3 separate regions of the Triticum aestivum genome follow, and regions 2 and 3 are each linked to region 1. The links are chromatin contacts, called in public HiCAR-type maps. All regions are on one chromosome and are shown on one strand. Each heading gives the region's core, a stretch centred on a gene start, on an enhancer-like site or on the middle of the called end of the contact. The rest is flanking DNA. Distances are from core to core; before and after follow the strand shown.

Region 1 (2,831 bases), core at 7-2,506:
TCATCCATCTCTACTTCTAATGAAGCAGTTGATAGTCTTCGCTGGTCAATTTTCGTCCCATCAGAAATGGTTAATTTTCGTCCTCGATCCCACCTCCCACTCCCCCTGGATTCCCCCCTTCCACCCTCGAGACCGACAAAAAAAATCGGCATACTACCACGATGCCCGTTGTGAAACACTACGGTTCATCGACAGAAAATCGTCCTAAAAAAATCTACAAAGGTTAACCTACGAAATTAAACCAGCAAAAAAAAAGCCAAACAAACCGCACACACGTACGAGCAATGCCTCCTGCTCCTCTCGATCCCCTCGACGTACGATCTGTGATTGCAGACGCACGAGATCGCCGCAGCCGCTGCTCCTCCTCTCCCGGGACGCAGCCGCCACCGCCGAACCAGGGAGACGCCAGCGACCGTCGCTGCCGTCGCGGATCACCAGGAAGCCACCGCCACCGTCGCGCCTCGGATATGTCGCGGATCACCGGGACGCGGCCGTCGCGGATCAGGAACACCAGGACACCGCCGGCGGCGGCCCCTCGGATACCGGCAACCGGCGGCGATTGAGACCAACGAGGCGGCACCACACCCCTGGTACTTCCCTTCCCCATCCGCCAATCCTCTACCCCCTCCCCCCCTCCTCTACAAAGGCCCGTGCGGCCCTGTCCCTACGACCTCGCCGGCCACGACCAGGGATGGCTGTGCATCCCGACGCCTCTCTTCTCCATTGATCCCCCATCTCCTCAAGGTGAATCTTCTCCAGAAGGTACCCCTCTCCTCCCCGACGAGTACTCGCTTCCTTACAGGCAGGGGCGGATCCACCATGGGACATGGGTGTACAGATGCACATCCAAATTCTTTTGCCAAAAATTCGTATATAGGTATGTACTTTTTATATGACAGAAATACTAGCTTATAGGCTCAGTTCAGAGCAGCCCAATAGCCGGCAACAAACCAGCAAACCAGCCACTTTTGTGTTGAACGCACACGACAGAGTGAACGATGATACTGTGAACTGAATGTCTAGCTGCTATTCAGATTCATTGTGAAATCCCAACTGAATGTGTAGCTGCTATTCAGATTCAGAGAGAAAAATGTGTAGATGACACTGAGTGAGGATCTGCTTGATTTCATTAGCAGGAAAAAAATAATTATCTTTGAATTGTAGGCAGTAGAGCATGTCTTGAATTATCTTTGAATTGTAAGTTGTAGATGACACCGGGTTAAGCTTGCACACCTTTTTTCTATGGATTTCACGGAGGAAGATTTGATGCATAACTTGATTACATTAATTGGGACGGAATTCTTTTTTCAAGTGAACGATGATGTTGTCATATCTCGTCCTTAAGCCATGACATATTGTAGTTTTCTCCTTCTATTTTGTAATTTTCTTAATCTTTTCAGATATTGTTGCTATTGTGAAATTCGTATTGCTGTGAACCAATTGGCTTGACTATTAGGGTGCAAAAAAAAGAGCACTCAATATTGAATTTCTGGATCCGCCACTGCTTATACAGGCACGTAGTATGGGCTGACTGTCAGGGTCCTGACACGGGCTCTCCTTGTCCTGATCTGATCTTGATGCTACTCGGTCAATCTATGATGTTTGTTTCCTGTGTTTACATGGCAGAGTGGTTGCTGCACTCGCTTTTGGATGTGGATGCAAGTTGGGAACTCATTCAGTGATTTGAGGGTGCAGGTAGAGATGATGCTGCGGATGGGATGGGAAGATGCGTGTGTGCTAGCTGCCATTGCAGGGACTTTTTATTTTTCGGATAGTTCAGCGTCTTATTACGAATCTGATAGTGCTATCTGCCACACATACACCATGTTACGAATCTATTTACATGCGACTCAGAGAAAGAATTGCTTTGCAGGTACACACTTGCTGCTAACTGATGTATTGAACTTTCAAGGATTTTGATTGGTCGCCCAAATAACCCATTCTCCTTTTGTTGATATTTATGAAGGAGATCATTATTTCTCTTTTAGTTTCAGGCTGCCAACATCACGAATTTCATACTTATGGAGTGGAGCCACCAAACTATTTATGAGGTAAAATCACTATATACATATTGTTTTCCCACCTGCGTGCTTGCTTGTGTTTGTTTCTAGCCGGCAAGAATCCATCGAGTCTTCCTCTGTGTGTGCAACCTTGCCGGGATCTGATCTATCAACTCCTTCAGCCAGCTTTGCACCATGTGCACATCGTCCATGCTAGAAAAGCACTTGGCAAGTGGACGGCTCAGTTGGCCCTGCGTCAACAATTCAAATCCTTATCTATACTCCATAGACACATACTTTTTTATGCAATTCTGAATTTATGGAAGCAGAAGAACTGATTATGTGAATTAAATATCTAATCCCATGTGTAGGTGCTATCCAAGTGTTGTGATTATTTATGCGCATATAACTTGCAGGTAGTTAACTCTATAGTATGAAGACTTAAAAATACGAGTGCATGTCATTGGTGTTTCTGAATCCATCTTCCATCACTTCTAATACTTTTGTATTACATAATACTATTTTTCCAGCAGTTGAATGACATATCGATGGTATTTGTAATAAATTTCTTTCTTCCATATTACCAGGAAATATGTTGAAGCACCGAATATATTCCATTTGCAGTGGACAAACAGAACAACACAACACATAAGCAGAGGAAAGTAAGCGCAAACCTTTCTCTCTTTAAATTCTTGAGGATGGTAACATTTTGTTACAGGTGTTCAAGATTCAGTTCTAACATTTTGGGGTTGCTAATCCATTGCAAGTAATCATTGCTTAACTGCAATGTTATCCAAATTTCATGTGACTTGAGTGCTATCTCATTTAGTT
Region 2 (2,921 bases), core at 319-2,818, 430 kb after region 1:
GAACCAGTGCTCACGCCACACCCTGTCCACCTGCTCGATCGGCACCCCCCTCGTCTCCGGCAGCAGGAGGTACACGAACACCGTCATGGCCGCCAGCCACGCCGCGAAGAAGAAGAAAATCCCGGCCCTCATGCGGCACAGCATCGCCAGGAACGTCTGCGCCACGAACACCGTGAATACGAAGCTCGTCGCCACCGTCACGCCCTGCCCCGCCGACCGCACCTCCAGCGGGAAGATCTCGCTCGGCACCAGCCACCCCAGCGGCCCCCACGACCACCCGAACCCGGCCACGTACACCGCGATCAGGAGGATCAGCGCCGCCGCCCATGTCTTGCTCACGCCGCCGTCGTCGCCCAGCTTCGCCGCCATGATGGCCCCGATCAGCAGCTGCGACGCGAGCATCTGCGCGCCGCCGGCTAGGAAGAGCGTGCGGCGGCCGAAACGGTCGACGAGGAACATGGAGAGGAGGGTGGAGGCCGCGCCGACCACGCCCGTGACCACCGCGGACAGGAGCGACGCGCTCTCGCCCATGCCGATCGTGCGCAGCAGCACCGGCGCGTAGAAGGCGATCGCGTTGATCCCCGTCACCTGCTGGAAGAAGGGGATCGCCACGGCCATCACCAGCTGCGGCCGGTACCGGCGCTGGGTGAGGAGCATCCGGAGACCGCTGCTGCCAGCCACGGCACCGCTGTCGGCGGCGGCGACGATGCCGTCGAGTTCGCGGTCGACGTCGTCGGTGCCGCGGATCTTACGCAGCAAGACCGCCACCTCGCGGCGGTCCTTGCCCTGCTGGACGAGGCTGTTGGGCGTCTCCGGGAGGAAGACCGCGCCAACGAGCAGGAGCCCGGCCGGCACGGCGGCGAGGGACAGCGAGACGCGCCACCCCCAGCCTCCCTTGATCTTCTCCGTGCCGAAGTTGATGACGTTGGCCGCGAGCGCGCCGACGCCGACGCTGAACTGGAAGCCGTTGCTGAACGCGCCGCGGTGCCGCGGCGGCGCCATCTCAGACAGGTACAGCGGGACGGCCTGGTTCGCGAAGCCCAGCCCGACCCCGAGGAGCACGCGCCCCAGGATGGCCATGTAGACGTTCAGCGACGCACCTCCGACGGCCGCGCCGGCGAGAAAGGCGGCCCCGCCAAGGAGCATGGACGGGCGGCGGCCACGGCGGGCCGTGACGCCGGACGCGAGGAACGTGGTGAGCAGGCCGGCGACGTAGAGCGAGGAGGTGAAGGCGGTGAGGAGCTGGCTGTCGAACTTGCAGTAGTTGCTGACATGGGAGTCGCCTTTCATCCGGCGGTACACGTCCGGGAAGAACTTGCGCAGGAAAGGCTCCATGGACAACACCCCGCCGGCGATGCCGATGTCGTAGCCGAAGATGGCGCCGCCCATGCCGGCGGTGATGCACGACAGCACCACGAACATGGTGACCCTTCCGCCGCCTCCTCCATCATTGCTCTCGGAGACGCCGACGACGCTGCCGGCCGCCATGGCCGATCGATCAGACCGAGCCGATCGAGCTAGCTGCGTGAGGCCACGTACTCAGTAAATGGTTATCTTTGCGGAAGTGCAGTTGTGGTTCTCGTGCGCGGCATGTGTGGACGGTACAAAACAGTTCGTCCAGTGACTGATCGCCATGGCTGACTGGTCCGTGTGTTGACTGGTAGTAGATTGCGATGCTGATTTTGGTTCCTTCTTCTTGTGCAATCTCGTCTACAAATAATCTACCAAGGCGCTTTCAGTGACCAGCGCGAGTAGCTATCCATGGCGATTTCTTCCTGTTTTTCTACTCACCAGAGATTGTGTTGACTGGTTTGGTTTGAGGGAGATGTGAAGCTGATTGCCTATTTTGCTTTTTTGTTCTTGTGCTATTGTAACTTGAAGGCTTTCACATAACTTGAGTACTAGTTCTTTTTAAATAGTACTCCCTCTGTAAACTAATATAAGAGTGTTTAGATAACTAAAATAGTTCTAAACGCTATTATATTAGTTTACGGAGGGAGTACTAGTTTCCCATAAGGGCTAGTTTGGTTGTTGGGGATGAAAAATCCTGGATAGTAAACCCCAGAAGTGGGATTTCCCTGCCCATACAAGATCCCCTCCCACTATGTGGAAATACCCTTTGCCATTTGGACACCAAGGGGGAGGGAAGAGAAATCCCCGCAGGCAATACCAGAACGGGACATGCCCATCCAATAGGACAAAATGTGTAAAAGAAAAATATCATTACAATAAAAATCACCACAAATAACTTCATTTTTTCTCACAATATTGTCATGTACTCCCTCCGTTCCTTAATATAAGACCTTTTAGCTTTTTCTTGATTCGTATGTATGTAGACACATTTTAGTATGATTGTTCACTTATTTTAGCATGTATGTGGTCAATATTTTGAAATAGCTAAAAGGTCTTATATTAGGGAACGGGGGGAGTAAATACCAGAATAATGTTTGTCCCTCTTTTCTAAAAAAGTTCACGAAATTTGGGACTAAAATTTCATACAGAAATTTGAACGAAAAAAAACACTAAATACACAGTTCGCAAAAGAACAAATATTCAACTTGCATCCACACATGCATGTAACCTTACATGCCAAAGTCGGACCAATAGTGCAACACCAATGAAAATGCTAATTATGGTTACAGGTTCAGCAAGAAACAATACTTTGTTCCACTAAAAATATCACAACTATGTGAACTATATCCATACTGAACTAGGAATAACTTCCACCATCAACCTTTTGAACATTTCCATCGACCTGTGGTAAGGAACCTGCATCACAAATAAGTATTGAATTTTCAAGCATGAGTATAAGCATGAACTTTTCTGTCCTAGTGGTTACACAAATCTGACATCTGACCACTTCTCTACTGAATAGAAAGAAAGCCACACATACCAACTCAAGAGGGTTATTCGAGCATAGA
Region 3 (2,700 bases), core at 37-2,536, 490 kb after region 1:
AGAATATTTTCTTTGTCACTAGCGATGTGTTTCCTATCAGATCAGAACTTTGAATCCCTTACTTTTCTATGTTCCTACTTTGATTTCAACATCTGACGAGGACTGATTCATTTATCTATTTTGATTGATGTTAATATGTTGTATCTTTCGTCAACACTACTAGAGCTATGACTTTTGGCCGCTATATAAGGTGGTTGGTTGCTAAAAGTTCAAACTTGGTTACTACCAACACTACTTGGTCTCTTCATGGCGGCTATAGCAAAGTCACTACAGATATTTGGGGGCCACCATTGTGATTACTAGTCACTAAAAGTCATATCAATAGCTACCGACTACAGCTTGGTGAGACTAAGTGAAAGCAGTAGGTACAAAGCAAATGGTGGTGACTAAAAGCATTAGTAGTGACCAAGAGGCACTTGGTAGCTTAGCCACCACATGCACATGTTCGGTGACTAAAATTTAAACCGTGCAATGTTCCATGACCAGACAACTTTCAAACAGAGCATACTTACGACCCTTGGTAACTAAAGTCATGACAAACACATTAAAACATCGTTACAGTATACACACTGACATTTGCACTATGCAAGAAATCTTACAATTATAGACATCCACATCACATGTAAACGTACTGGAGTTAAGGTATCTCGTCGTGCGTAGGTAACGGCGAGATTTGGTGTCAACTTCTTCAGATCGATTCAAGGATTCAAAGATTTGTTTTTCTTTCTGAAACAAGAGAGGGGCCCCGAAGAACCCTACTACTACATTCGTTCTGATTTATTAGTCCTCATCATATTTAAGGTCATATTTTAATCATGATTTTAGCTAATAAAATATAAATCACACGTAGTAAAAACTATATCATCGGAAACTATGTTCAAATACGAATACAACGATAATTTTTTATGACATGCATTAACAATTTTATTAGTTAATTTGATAGTTAAAATTTAATACAAAATATGAAGAGGAGCAATAAATCAGGACGGAGGTAAGTACTAGTAAACAAGTCCAACGGCAGTTGGAAAGGTGGAAATCTCTGATGTTAACAGCAAGCGATCGCAGAATTATTGTATGTGGCCTGCAAGGGTTCCGTATCATCTAAGCAAGTAATTGCATTGGACAATTTCGGTTTTTATTTCTGAAGGTGGACTAGTCTTGCGCTGACATATTCAAGACCCATCCATAGCCGTTGGAGTAGCATTCCAGCAGGTACGTCCTTATCATATCTGTATATCTGACTTTCAGCATGCGCGGACGGCATTCATGCACCAACTGCACAACCACCATCTGTGCTGTGCACAACCAGCACACCGTTAAAGTCTAGCGCGCGGCATGATCACAAACGAAGCAAATTTTGGTTAGCCGCCCAAGATTCAGTCATACTACTGAGTTTTCTTTTGTCCAGGAAGAAACTATGCCGGCCCTACTCCTGCTCATACTCCTGCTGCTGAGCCGTGGCGGCGAGGTGGCCTGGTCGCAGCTGGACGATGGCCAGTTCGCCTACCAAGGCTTCGCCGGCGCCAACCTTACCCTGGACGGCCTCGCCGCCGTCATGCCCGGCGGCCTGCTCGCGCTCACCAACTTCACGCAGCAGACTAAGGCCCACGCCTTCCACCCCGCCCCGCTCCGCTTCCTCGGCGGCTCGGCCAACGCCACGGCGGTGCGCTCCTTCTCCACGTCCTTCGTCTTCGCCATCGTGTCGGGCTACGACGGCCTCAGCGACCACGGGCTCGCCTTCGTCGTCGCCCCGACCACCAACTTCACCACCGCCAACTCCGGCCAGTACCTGGGCCTCCTCAACACCACCAACGGCACCGCCAGCGCCCCCATCTTGGCCGTCGAGCTCGACACCATCCTCAGCCCCGAGTTCCGCGACATCAACAGCAATCACGTCGGCATCGACGTCAACAGCCTCGTGTCGCGGCAGGCCCAGCCGGCTGGCTACTACGACGACGACGGCGGCGGCGCCCTTCGGGACCTCAGGCTTAACAGCCGACAGCCCATGCAGTTGTGGGTGGACTACGACGGCCAGTCCAAGCGGCTCGAGGTGACACTAGCCCCCGTGCACGTGCCCAAGCCCAGCAAGCCTCTGCTCTCCGAGGCCATCGACCTCTCCACGCTCATGGCGGACGCGATGTACGTCGGCTTCTCTGCGTCGTCGGGAGTCATCTCGGGGCATCACTACCTGCTCGGATGGAGCTTCAGCTTGGACGGGCCTGCCCCGCCTCTTGACTTGTCCAAGCTTCCTGCCCTGCCACGCCTGGGACCCAAGCCTCGGTCCAAGGTCCTGGACATCGTGTTGCCGCTGGCCAGCGCGTTGCTCGTGGCAGCAGCGCTGGCTGCGGTCTTCTTCTTTCTGTGGCGTCGGCGCCGGTTCGCCGAGGTGCGCGAAGGCTGGGAAGACGAGTTCGGCCCCCACCGATATGCATACAAGGATCTGCATCGTGCCACTGATGGGTTTAAGGAAAAAAACTTGCTCGGCGTCGGAGGGTTCGGGAGAGTGTACAAAGGCCTGCTTTCCGAATCCAATTTGGAGATCGCCGTGAAGAGGGTGTCGCGTGAATCAAGGCAAGGACTGCGTGAGTTCGTTGCCGAGGTGGCGAGCATTGGCCGTCTCCGGCACCGGAATCTCGTGCAGTTATTGGGCTACTGCCGGCGCAAGGACGAGCTTATCTTGGTGTATGACTACATGTCAAA

What was found. HiCAR-type assays count read pairs that join an accessible place to other places.
Region 2: a HiCAR-type map of leaf shows a contact between it and region 1, with 6 times the contacts expected there. The contact joins the promoter of LOC123166619 here to the promoter of LOC123166779 in region 1. A contact is called at or near these places in 1 of 5 Hi-C or Micro-C datasets (leaf) and 1 of 1 datasets of contacts at active chromatin or transcription factors (leaf).
Region 3: a HiCAR-type map of leaf shows a contact between it and region 1, with 6 times the contacts expected there. The contact joins the promoter of LOC123163683 here to the promoter of LOC123166779 in region 1. A contact is called at or near these places in 1 of 5 Hi-C or Micro-C datasets (leaf) and 1 of 1 datasets of contacts at active chromatin or transcription factors (leaf).

The regions. Positions count from the first base shown.
Region 1 is chr7D:48,507,364-48,510,194 of IWGSC CS RefSeq v2.1, forward strand. LOC123166779 (kinesin-like protein KIN-4C) reads left to right here and starts at 1,257. Exons shown (of 7, transcript XR_006483703.1): 1 at 1,257-1,873; 2 at 1,995-2,051; 3 at 2,588-2,662.
Region 2 is chr7D:48,939,351-48,942,271 of IWGSC CS RefSeq v2.1, forward strand. LOC123166619 (hexose carrier protein HEX6) reads right to left here and starts at 1,569. Exons shown (of 1, transcript XM_044584424.1): 1 at 1-1,569. The coding sequence starts at 1,488.
Region 3 is chr7D:48,993,566-48,996,265 of IWGSC CS RefSeq v2.1, forward strand. LOC123163683 (L-type lectin-domain containing receptor kinase SIT2) reads left to right here and starts at 1,287. Exons shown (of 1, transcript XM_044581040.1): 1 at 1,287-2,700. The coding sequence starts at 1,418. LOC123171544 (L-type lectin-domain containing receptor kinase SIT2) reads left to right here. Exons shown (of 1, transcript XM_044588999.1): 1 at 1-52.